Regions from separate parts of the Sminthopsis crassicaudata genome. Here region 1 is linked to region 2. Evidence: chromatin contacts called from public Hi-C data. All regions are on one chromosome and are shown on one strand. Each heading gives the region's core, a stretch centred on a gene start, on an enhancer-like site or on the middle of the called end of the contact. The rest is flanking DNA. Distances are from core to core; before and after follow the strand shown.

The links. Hi-C and Micro-C count contacts between places; a contact is called where the count stands out from the background.
Region 1: a contact with region 2 is called in a Hi-C map of hippocampus, with 4 times the contacts expected there. The contact joins the promoter of CAPN15 here to the promoter of PIGQ in region 2. A contact is called at or near these places in 2 of 2 Hi-C or Micro-C datasets (fibroblasts and hippocampus).

The regions. Positions count from the first base shown.
Region 1 is chr1:394,788,634-394,793,710 of ASM4859323v1, forward strand. CAPN15 (calpain 15) reads right to left here and starts at 2,833. Exons shown (of 13, transcript XM_074279804.1): 1 at 2,062-2,833.
Region 2 is chr1:394,604,941-394,609,915 of ASM4859323v1, forward strand. PIGQ (phosphatidylinositol glycan anchor biosynthesis class Q) reads right to left here and starts at 2,794. Exons shown (of 12, transcript XM_074279791.1): 1 at 2,716-2,794; 2 at 1,698-1,855. It overlaps NHLRC4 (NHL repeat containing 4), which reads right to left and starts at 1,691. Exons shown (of 1, transcript XM_074279792.1): 1 at 1-1,691. The coding sequence starts at 1,665. The coding sequence ends at 709.

The DNA of each region.
Region 1 (5,077 bases), core at 1,583-4,082, 180 kb after region 2:
CTATAAAACTCAGTCTTTGAAGAGCAAAAGCAAGTATTAAAATCTCTACTTAACAGAGAGGCTGAAGAACATAGAGGTCATGCCTCCTTGCATAAAAACATCTAGCCACTGAATCTTGAGTCTAGGAATGGAAGAAGTCCTGATTCAAACAACTCATTTTCCACTAGGTCACACACCAAGTATAATACAATTCAGTCTGTTCAACAATAAGAAGGTTGGAAAGATAAGCAGCTTGGGGGATTCTCAGACTTGGAAGGAAAAGAAGAGGATAAATTTTAGACAAGTGAAGCACAAAGGCACACATGACCCTAAGCCCTGATTTAAGTTGATTCCCTGCAAGATCAGCTTCCACCAGACATCTGTTCATTATGGAGTCATCTTAACCTCCTCTACTGGATGGTAGGTTCACTCTTTCTGTAAGGCACTAGAAAATAATATTGTTCTCAATCCTCTCCCCAAGAGTCACTTACAACTGAAAAAAGATATGACTACTCCCTTCTCTCCCGTCCACTCCCTTCACACATGCTAAACTGACTTAATACCCTGGTACTGGTTGGTATTAGAGGGGCAATCTCCATATTTGCCAAAGTAAAGATAATAGCAATCATAATAGCAGTTCAAATTTACACAGGACTTCATGATTTATAAAACTTTCCTTTAAAAAAACAAAACAAAACACAAACACACAAAATAAAACAAAAGACCCAAAATTCTATGGTCCTGGGAGGGCCCCTTTCAGAGATAAGAAAATTAAATCTTAAAGAGGTCAAATGACTCGTTTAAAGTCACCCTGAGGGTCAGTAGCAGAAGCTGCACTTGCAACACAAATCTTCACACTCCCAATCCAGGGTTCTTTCTACCCCACCACTCAGAGGAAGCAGCTAGATAAATTACTTCTGAGGTTCCACAGACGAAATATTCGGAGTAGAGACCCAATTTCATAGAGATCAGTGACCCAGATCAGAGTATACTTTTCCTCACCCTGCCCTAGCACAGATCCCTACATAAAACCTCACTAATCCAAGTCACAAACTCCAAACATTTCTAGGGAAATCCATTCTAGACCAAAAGTTCATTTTTAGGGTCCCTAAAATCACTTACTTAGTCCCATCATTTACAGTAAAAACCAATGGACTTCACTTCTCTAGCTGAATTTCCAGATCTAGTTAGGCTCAGGCCCGATTTACCCTTCCTAAAACAAAGATAGTTCATTCTCTGCCTTTCTCCACTAGAATGGCCTCTTTATGCAGCTATCCCGGAAGAACTGTGAAGCCCAAGGGCTATGGCATTACCCCCATGACCCTGGTAAATGTTGTTTTAATCAATACTAAGTTCTTCAGAAACACTGCAAGGTGCCCTTCGTCCGCAAAGACAAACTGGGAAATAAGAAAAGAGGAAGAACTGGAAGTCACCACACAGGATGGGCCCCCCAGCCCGTGGGGCCTCCAACAGTTCCTGGAGTCACAGGCTATGGACGTGGAAAGAAGGCTGATACTTCCTTTTATGTTGACTTAGGGAACTATAAATCTAGACTGACTGGTTCCCCTCCCCCTTTCTTCAAGAAATAAATTAATAAATAAAAACAGTATTTGAAGAATAAGGACAACCAAGGACAGGCAAGAGGTGAGAGCACCCAGTAGGAGAAACACCTTCTGGCTAGCCCCTGTAGCTTTCCAGGTGACATCCAGTCCGAGGCCACAGCAATCCTCCCTCAGGCCATTTGTTCTGGCCCAAGATCAAAAATGTCTGCCCCCGGCTCCCTGCCCTGGAAGCCCCGGGCTGGCCCCCTGCCCCGCTCTCCCCCAAGGCTGCTCTGCCCACCGCATGGGCGCCGAAGCATCTGCTCCATCCTCAGGGACCCAAATCCCCGAAGCTGAGTCAGGAGCCCACACCTGCCCGCCCTGGGCTGCGGGGACCAGCTGCTGCCCGCCGCCAGCTCCGGGGCATCCTTCTCCTTCCCTTCCTCTCCTCTCCCTCCCTCCCTCCCGAGGAGACGGGCAAGTTCAGCGAGACGACAGCAACAGTAACAACAGGCTCGGGTCATAAATAAATTAGCACTACCTCCTGCCGACTTTTCGGGATGCCCAGGAGCGCCGGGAGCGGCGAGACGGACAGACGGATGGACAGAGGGCTGGACGGAGCTCGCGCCGGGCGGGGTTGCCCGGGGCAGGGACTGCAACAGTTTCACTTAGCCCGCGTTTCCTCCAGGTCCCAGGTCCGGAGCTCCGGCGGCCGGAGGGAGGGCCGGGGGCGGGGAGGGGGTGCGGAGGGGAGGGGCCTGGCTGCGGTGCGGATCCCCTCCCTCCTTTCCTCCCTCCCTCCTCCCCGGCCCGGCCCCGGCGCGCGGCGGCGGCGGCGGACAAGGCTGGGCTCGGCGGCCCGGCGTTGGGACCCCCGGGGGAGCCGAGGCGGCCAGCGAAGGCCCCGGCTGAAGCCCTCAGAGCTCCGACTCCGGAACGCACTCACCCGCGCAGTCCGGAGGCGCCTGTGGACGCCCCGCGGCCCCGGGCCCCCCAGCCCAGCCGGGCCCGGCCCCGGTCCAGGGCCTCCCTCCACCAGCGGTTGGGCGCCGCGCCACAACTTCTGCCTCCGGAGAGAGCAGCGCCGCCCCTGCCGGCCGCCCGCCCGCCTGCCTCCCTCCCCGCGCCGCAAGACGGCTAGATGCCGCTCGTCCGGCCGTTTTGGAAACTGTTTCCTCTGCCTCAGCCTGAGGAGCCTAGCAGAGCGCGCTCGGGAGTCCAGAAACCCGGCCTTACGCCGCCTCCGTAGCGTAGCCCCCCATAAGGGGTCCGGCAACTACGGCGCGCCGGGAGCGAAAGCGGCTCTGTGAATCGCGCGCAGAGACTACAAGCCCCAGAAAGCTAGGGGGAGGCCGGAACGGAAGCTGGCCATCCTAGGACTTGTCGAGGCATGCTGGGAGTTGTAGTTCTTATGGCAGGTTGCCTCTTAAATTCCCGAGTAGGGATGGATGCTCTCCATCCCGTTACAGAGCACTAGGTGCTGGAAGAGCTAGTAGAGGGAGAGCGAGGCTGTCCAGGATTGGACCTTAAGGAAAGTTCATGTAGTGAGATTGTAACTACATAGCTCAGGATGCTCTTTGGGGGTGGAGGATGGGGCGAGGAGGAGCAGGAGAGCTCTTAGCGCCTCAGATTACCCCTAGGAGATACCCTGTCCATTCGACCCTGCTCCAAAGGCATCCCTCCCCCAACTCCTTCCTCAGGAACCTTCTGCCTCCTCAGCACTCTCTGCACGTTTGTCCCAGCCCCAAGGCAGCACCCTCACTTCTCTACCCCAAAGACCCCTCTGCCTCCCTAGCCCCTCCACATCCCCAGCCCCAAGGACCCTCTGCTTCCTGAAAGTCTCCCACATCGATCAGCACCTTTGCTCCAGCCTCAGGGAACTCCATCTTCTTAACCTCCCCGCGGCACATTCACCTCAGCTTCAGGGACTGTCCTGCTTTCTCAGTCCCAACTGTCCCCTTCCTCCTTGGTATTAGCCCCAAAGAGTCCCCCTCTCTTCTCTGAGCCTACACATCCTCAGTCCCAAGGACCCCTCTATTCCCTCAGCACCCCCACATTTCCCTGCACCTTCATCCCAGCTTCAGCGGCCACCCTCTTCTCATTAGCTCCAAGGACATCCCCTGCCTCCTCAATGCTCCCGCTTTCCCAGCCCCAGGGATATCCTATCTCCTCAGAAATTCCTCCCAGTTCCTCCTCATCCTCATTTTGCCTTTTCAAGCCTCTATCCCTTCTTCTCATTCTCCCAATCTTCTTCAATCTTCATCTTCTTCAGACCTTACCCAAAATACATCTATTTCTTTGAAGCCCTTCATCTTTTCAGGGTCATTTTGCATTTTCATTCTGTCTCCCAGACCTTCTAAAGACTCATTCTGCCTCCAACTTTTCTCAATCCCCTTCTGCCTTCAGTGTTAGCATCTTCAAAAGGAACATTTTAAACATCATCATACCTCAAACACTCCTCAATTCCTATTTGTTCAGAACCCCTCCTAGCTTTCTCCTTCTGCCTTTTCAGTCACCTTTCATTCTCTTTTTTCAAAAAATGTTTTTATTGTGAACTAGAAAACCATCAATAAATACTACACAAAGAAGGCCAGAGAAGTGGACTGCATATGAAACTGTGATTAGATTACTCACATGTTGGTGTTTTTTTCATACATATTAAACTTAAATTGTAGTGCCAGAATTCCTTTTCTTTGAGAGGAATAACACACTAGAAACATATCTGCCTTACTAAGTATTGCTGTCATAAATTTAGGGCTGAATCAGAACAAAAAGTCACTGTATCAAACTTGGTCCTCCAGCTTGGTCTCTTACTATACCAAAAACAGGTCACATAAAAAAACATTCATAAATGGCAAATAATGACTAAATCTATTTACCCAAAATCAAAGTGAACAGAAATCAAAGAAGTTTTATAGATTAGAATATACCAGAAGATACTCAGAGTGAATAAACTCTTCTGGTGCAAGGGGTGCAAAGGGTTTTTTTTTTTTTTTTTTGCAAGGGGGATTTAATCTACCAATAAGAAAAGATACCTTCTTTAAACTAAAGATAGCTCTCATATACAAATATTACTGTTTATGTATAAATGCTATCAATAGTAAAATGCCAATTCAAAATGTTACTGAAATCAAAGTAGGTTTTTGTCATTGTGGGTTCTCCCTCAATCAATTGAAATTAGTAGCATAACTACTCTCCTGTGTGTAGGGGCACAAATATCAAAAAAATTTTGATATTAAAAAACTCATTCAAAAGGGTTGAGAAACACTGTTATAATGTAAAAGGTGCTTTGGACCTGGTCAGGAGATTTGGGTTCCCATCCAATGTATGATTTACATTTGTTTGGGAAGGGAATTTTCTTAATTTTTTTTCATGAATGTGCCCAGAATTTCCTTTCAGTTTAGGGGTATAAGGAGGGCAGGGCCAAATTTCCTGTGTCATCTCTCCTGAGATGAAGGGGCTCTCAAGATATGACCTTGGTCAAAATATTTGCTTTCTTTGGACTCAATTTTCTTTTCTGTGCAATAAAGGGAGTTGAATTAGATGATCTCTAAAGT
Region 2 (4,975 bases), core at 1,544-4,043:
TCCCATTGGGGCTTTTTTGGTAGATATACCAAAATGCTTTTCCTTTTACTTCGCTCATTTTACAGACGAGAAACTGAGGTAAACAGGATTAAGTGACTTGCCTAGTCACTCAGCTAAGTGAGAATTGAGATCAGATTTGAACTCAGGAAGATGAGTCCTGCCTCCAGGCCCAGTATTTTAATGTATTGTGCCACTTAGCTGCCCTATTATGGATATCTATGTTGTTGACTTTTCTTCAGAGGCTATGAAGTCCTTCTCTGCTCCTTTCTTTCATTGCCCCAGTTTCCTATTCTCTCTTACCCGCCAATACTATAACCTTTTATGTAGCACATTACAGGACTGGGAAAAGACTTGATTGGTTGATGCTGAATTAACCTTCAGTCCCAGAATCTTTACCTTGGAACTATTCAGGCCCCTACTCCTGGGAGTCAGGGCCAAGAATCCCAGAAACATGAGGCAGATTAGCAAACAGCTGTTGGATGTTCCACAATGTGTCCCTCTCACTCCATTTGGAAAGAACCTTTTGCAAAGTGGAGTATCTTCTCATGGTTCAAACAGGGAAAATGAGGCATAGTCCCAGATCATACTAATAGGACAAGAACACAGGAGTCCTAACCCTTGCTTCATGACATCCTGATGATACATTAGTGTCTGGGACAGAGAGTCTCCCGCTCCTCCTGCCCAGTGCCCCCCAGATTATCTTAAGGGCTACATTTGATATTTAAAAATTTTGACACAATTATCTCCATTGTCAGCTACCAACAGTCGGCCATGGGAGGCACAGGCCACTCCTGTGGGCCTTTGTAGACCTTTAGATACCAGTCTCACTGGGGCTCCAGTTGGTGGGAATAGGGTTACTTCTTTGCGCTGTTCATCAGCAACAATTATGTTGTCTTGGGCATCAGTGCAGACACCAGCAGGGTTGCCAAATGGGTGCTGAAAGCGGCTGCCCAGCGAGCCCAGTGGCTGGTGAGCATGGCCAAAGAGGTGGACATCTCCACACTCTTCACTGACCACAAAGCCCCCATCTGGGCCATTACTCACATAACGGGGGCCACACAGGCCAGAGACAGCAGTCAGACTAAGGACCTTGAATGATGAGTTCAGTGAAAAGCTATGGATTAAGCCTGAGACATAGTCTGCTACTAGGAAGCGTCCCAGAGCATCGACTCCCAGCCCTCTGGGGGATGCAAAGGTCAAGATTTTCACCCATTCGCCTTTGGAGGCCTTAGAAAGGTGGTGGAAGGCAAAAACTGCTCTATGGACCAGGCTGCTGACCAACACTAGCCCTGAGCCCGTCACAGTCACATCCTCTGACACAAAGGCTCCTGGACCTGGCAGGCTGCAGGGCAGAGAATGGAGAGGGTGGCCAGAGAGGTCAAGGATTTGGATGCAGGGCGCCTCATCAAAGGTCAGGTAGAGCATCCCATCCAGGGAACAGTGCAAGCCTCTGACTCCCCCTGGAGTGGGGATCTGCCTTAGGAGCCGGTCCTGCTGGAATCGCAGGAGCTGACCCACGTGGTCCAGTTCCATACACAGGCCGTGGCTTTGTTGGGCCAGGTGGTGAAGGTGAGGGCCAGTGAGCAGGCTCAGGCCTCCAGGGTGTTCCAGAAGAGGGCTGGCCACTTGCAAGGTATGATCAGAAATGGCTTGGAGGGCATGCATGGCCCTGAGGAACTCTTCCTTCTGTTGCCTACCTGTGTCCGAGGCATGTGCCATCTCTGCTCCCAGAGCCAAAGGGAGTCCGAAGGAAGAACTTCCTAACAATCAGATGCTGGCATTGAGTTCCCCATCTCTGGGAGTATTCAAGCAGAGGCTATTTGACCTCTTATCAATCATGCTGTAGAGGGGATTCCTGCATGAGATGGGAAGTTACACTAGATTACCTCTAAATTTAAAATTAATCTTTTCAGCTTTGAGACTTTGCTATAAAAGAAACTAAAGTGATTTTTTTTTAGTCCCTATATTGCAAAAGCCCACCTCAAGCCTTGCTTCTTCAATGAAGTCTTCCCAAGAACCTCTCTCTCTCCTTCACCCCGGAACCACTCTCTCTCCCTTCACCCCCGGAACCACTCAATCTCCTTCCCCTCAGTGGAATCAATTTAAATAGAAAGCTTCGAAAAAAAATGCCAATATTTCATTGTCCCACCCCACCCAGTGACCTCCTCTGAGGCAGGAGAAGCCTTTCCTTCCTATGCCTTTAGTCCTAAAGAGTATGGGTCACTCCTTCTACCTTAGTATAGCTCCCAGAGGAAAGGACAGATTTTAAAGTATTATTAAAGGTTGAGTCTTTTTTTTTTTTTTTTTTTTTGAGGCTGGGGTTAAGTGACTTGCCCAGGGTCACACAGCTTGGAAGTGCTAAGTGTCTGAGACAAGATTTGAACTCTGGTCCTCCTGAATTCAGGGCTGGTGCTCTATCCACTGTGCCACCTAGCTGCCTCTTCAATTGAGTCTTAAGAAACTGTAAAGAGACTACAAAGGAAGCCCCCAAATCCAAGACTAACACTCCAATGAACTATTAGTCATGACCACCCCGGTGTTATCTTCTGCACAGTTTTGGGACCCAAGTATCCTGGGAGTCCCCTCCTCCCTCCCATTTTATCCTGAAATTCATTTGCCAATGGGCAGACTAAGATCTCTGGCTCAGAAGAGGCTCCCAGTCAGCCCTAGGTTGGGGGGAATAGAGGGTGGGTGGGAGATGTCAGTTCCTCCTACCTCTTCAGGACCATTGGGGAACCTGTCTCTCAGCTCCACACACATCTCAGAAACCCTGTGGAGAAGGGGAGGAAAGAAAGACTTATGTTGTTAGAGACCAGACTTCTGTTGACACAGCTTGGCGGAGCCCTGCCCCTGGGCTGTATCCATTCTGGGCCTGGGAAGGTGAGAGAGGGAAAAGGAGTAAAACCTTTGGACCGGTTCCCAGCTCACATCCCTGCAGGGCCCCTGGGGCCATAGGAAAACCTTGAATAAGAGTCTCCAAAGAAAAGCACGCGGGCTGGGCAATTAGAAGAGTTTCCGGGAAAAGAGAAGTTGAAGTTTGTGGAAGGCAGATTTTGAATTTTAATGGAGAGTAAGTGAATCTAGATAAGGCTGGTTGGGAGGAAGTTTTGGGTGAAATGCTACACAGCAGCATTTAAGCTGAGCAAAGATGGTGTAAGCACATCTGGCCAGCAAGCATTTATTAAGGACCTTTTATGAGCCAGCACCCATGCTAAGGCCTGAGGAGACAGGGGAAAAAAATCCCTATCCTCAAGGAGTTCACAGTCTAATAGGAGAAAGAACACACAAACAACTATGTGAAAACTAGATATATAAGGAACAAATTGGAGATAATCAACAGAAAGCATTAGCATTAAAGGAGATTCGAAAAGGCTTCTTTCTTATAGAAGGTAGCATTTCATATGGCATTTGTAGGAAGTTAAGCAAGATGGAGATGAGGAGAAAGAATTGTAGGCATGGAAGACGGTTAAGTGCAAATGTCTAGAGCCATTATTTAAAGGAATTTGGAGCCATTTTGAAAATGTCTAAAGAAGGAGTGTGTTGTGAAAGAGAAGCACTAGATTACAAAAAATCTGAAAGATAGGGAGAGGGCACATTATTAATGACTCTAAAAACCAAAGAGAGGACCTTGTATTTGATCCTGAAGGTAACAGGGAGCCACCGAAGGTTACTGACTATAGGGGTGACACTGCCGGTCAGGGCTTTAAGATCAGCTTGACAGCTGAGGGGGTGGGCTCGAATGGGGAGAAATTTGAGAAAAAGACATTAAGGGTATAACAGTAGTCCAGTTTTGGACTATTTGAAAGACTGGTGATAGTGTCAGCAGAAAGAAGGGGAGGGGGGCAAGTAATGAGAAATGTTACAAGATAAAATTGATGTCTTGGCAACAGATTGGATTTGCAGGGTGGGCTGAGAGAAAACTCGAGATTAAGAGATAGGAGCCCTGGGTGGCTGCTACTCACTGTGGATGCCCTCCCTTCTCTGGGTCTCACTTTTTCCATCTGCCAAAGTGAGAATGATCATTAAGATATCTCTTAAAATACTTTAAGCTAATGATTCAGGGATTCTTGCTGTTTCTTGTTTTAGCCACCAGAGGGAAATCTAGATCAAAATAAAGACCTTGAGAGGAGAAAAAAATGCATGGACCCCTGAGTCATAACATAGCCAACCCTCTGTTTTTTGGGGCCCAAAATAGCGTGGAATTCAAAAGTTCATTTCTCTTTGACTTTGGAATGCATCACGTGTCTTTGGCAGGGATGGAGATAAACATATTTACTTTCCTGCTTCTCCTTGAGGTGAGTTCCCATTTCCTGGATACACACCAGCTGCTCTAGGAATAGATGGAAATCTTTGCCATGGACAATCCCCAAATCAGAGCATGGAGAGCTTTCTTTTTCTGCATATACGTCACGTCTCTTTTATCACAGCTATTGATGCTACATGGTTTCCAGATGTAGTTGAACCAGTCTTAGATTTGGAGGCAAGAATCTCAGTTCAAATCTTTTGACTCCATAATTCATGACTGACTGATTTTATCTAGGCAAGAAACTTCCTTTCTTTCTGAGCCTCAGTTTCTAATCTGTAAAATTAAGAGATTGGACCAAATCTTTTAGAGTTCTTGCAGCTCTATAATCTTTTTAAAAATAAGTTCCTCATTAGTAGATTGTATCTTATTTGTCACATCTTTCCTAGTACTACATAGTACCTTCATGTTTTTTATATAGTATTTAATACATTTTTTTCAAGGACTGAATGACTGCCTGAGAGTGGCCTGTCATCAGAAAGATGGAGATGGTCTAGCACATTCCAGGCTGTTTCTTTAACAGGTATTTAAAAACCAAAGAGAGGACTTTTTGTTCATTCCTGAATGTTAATGAGGAGCCTCTTCGGTGAATGTGGAGAGATAGGAAGGAAATTGGATGAGAACCAAGTGGCTTTAAGGAGGAGAAAACAAACCTTGGGTGACTAAGAGAAG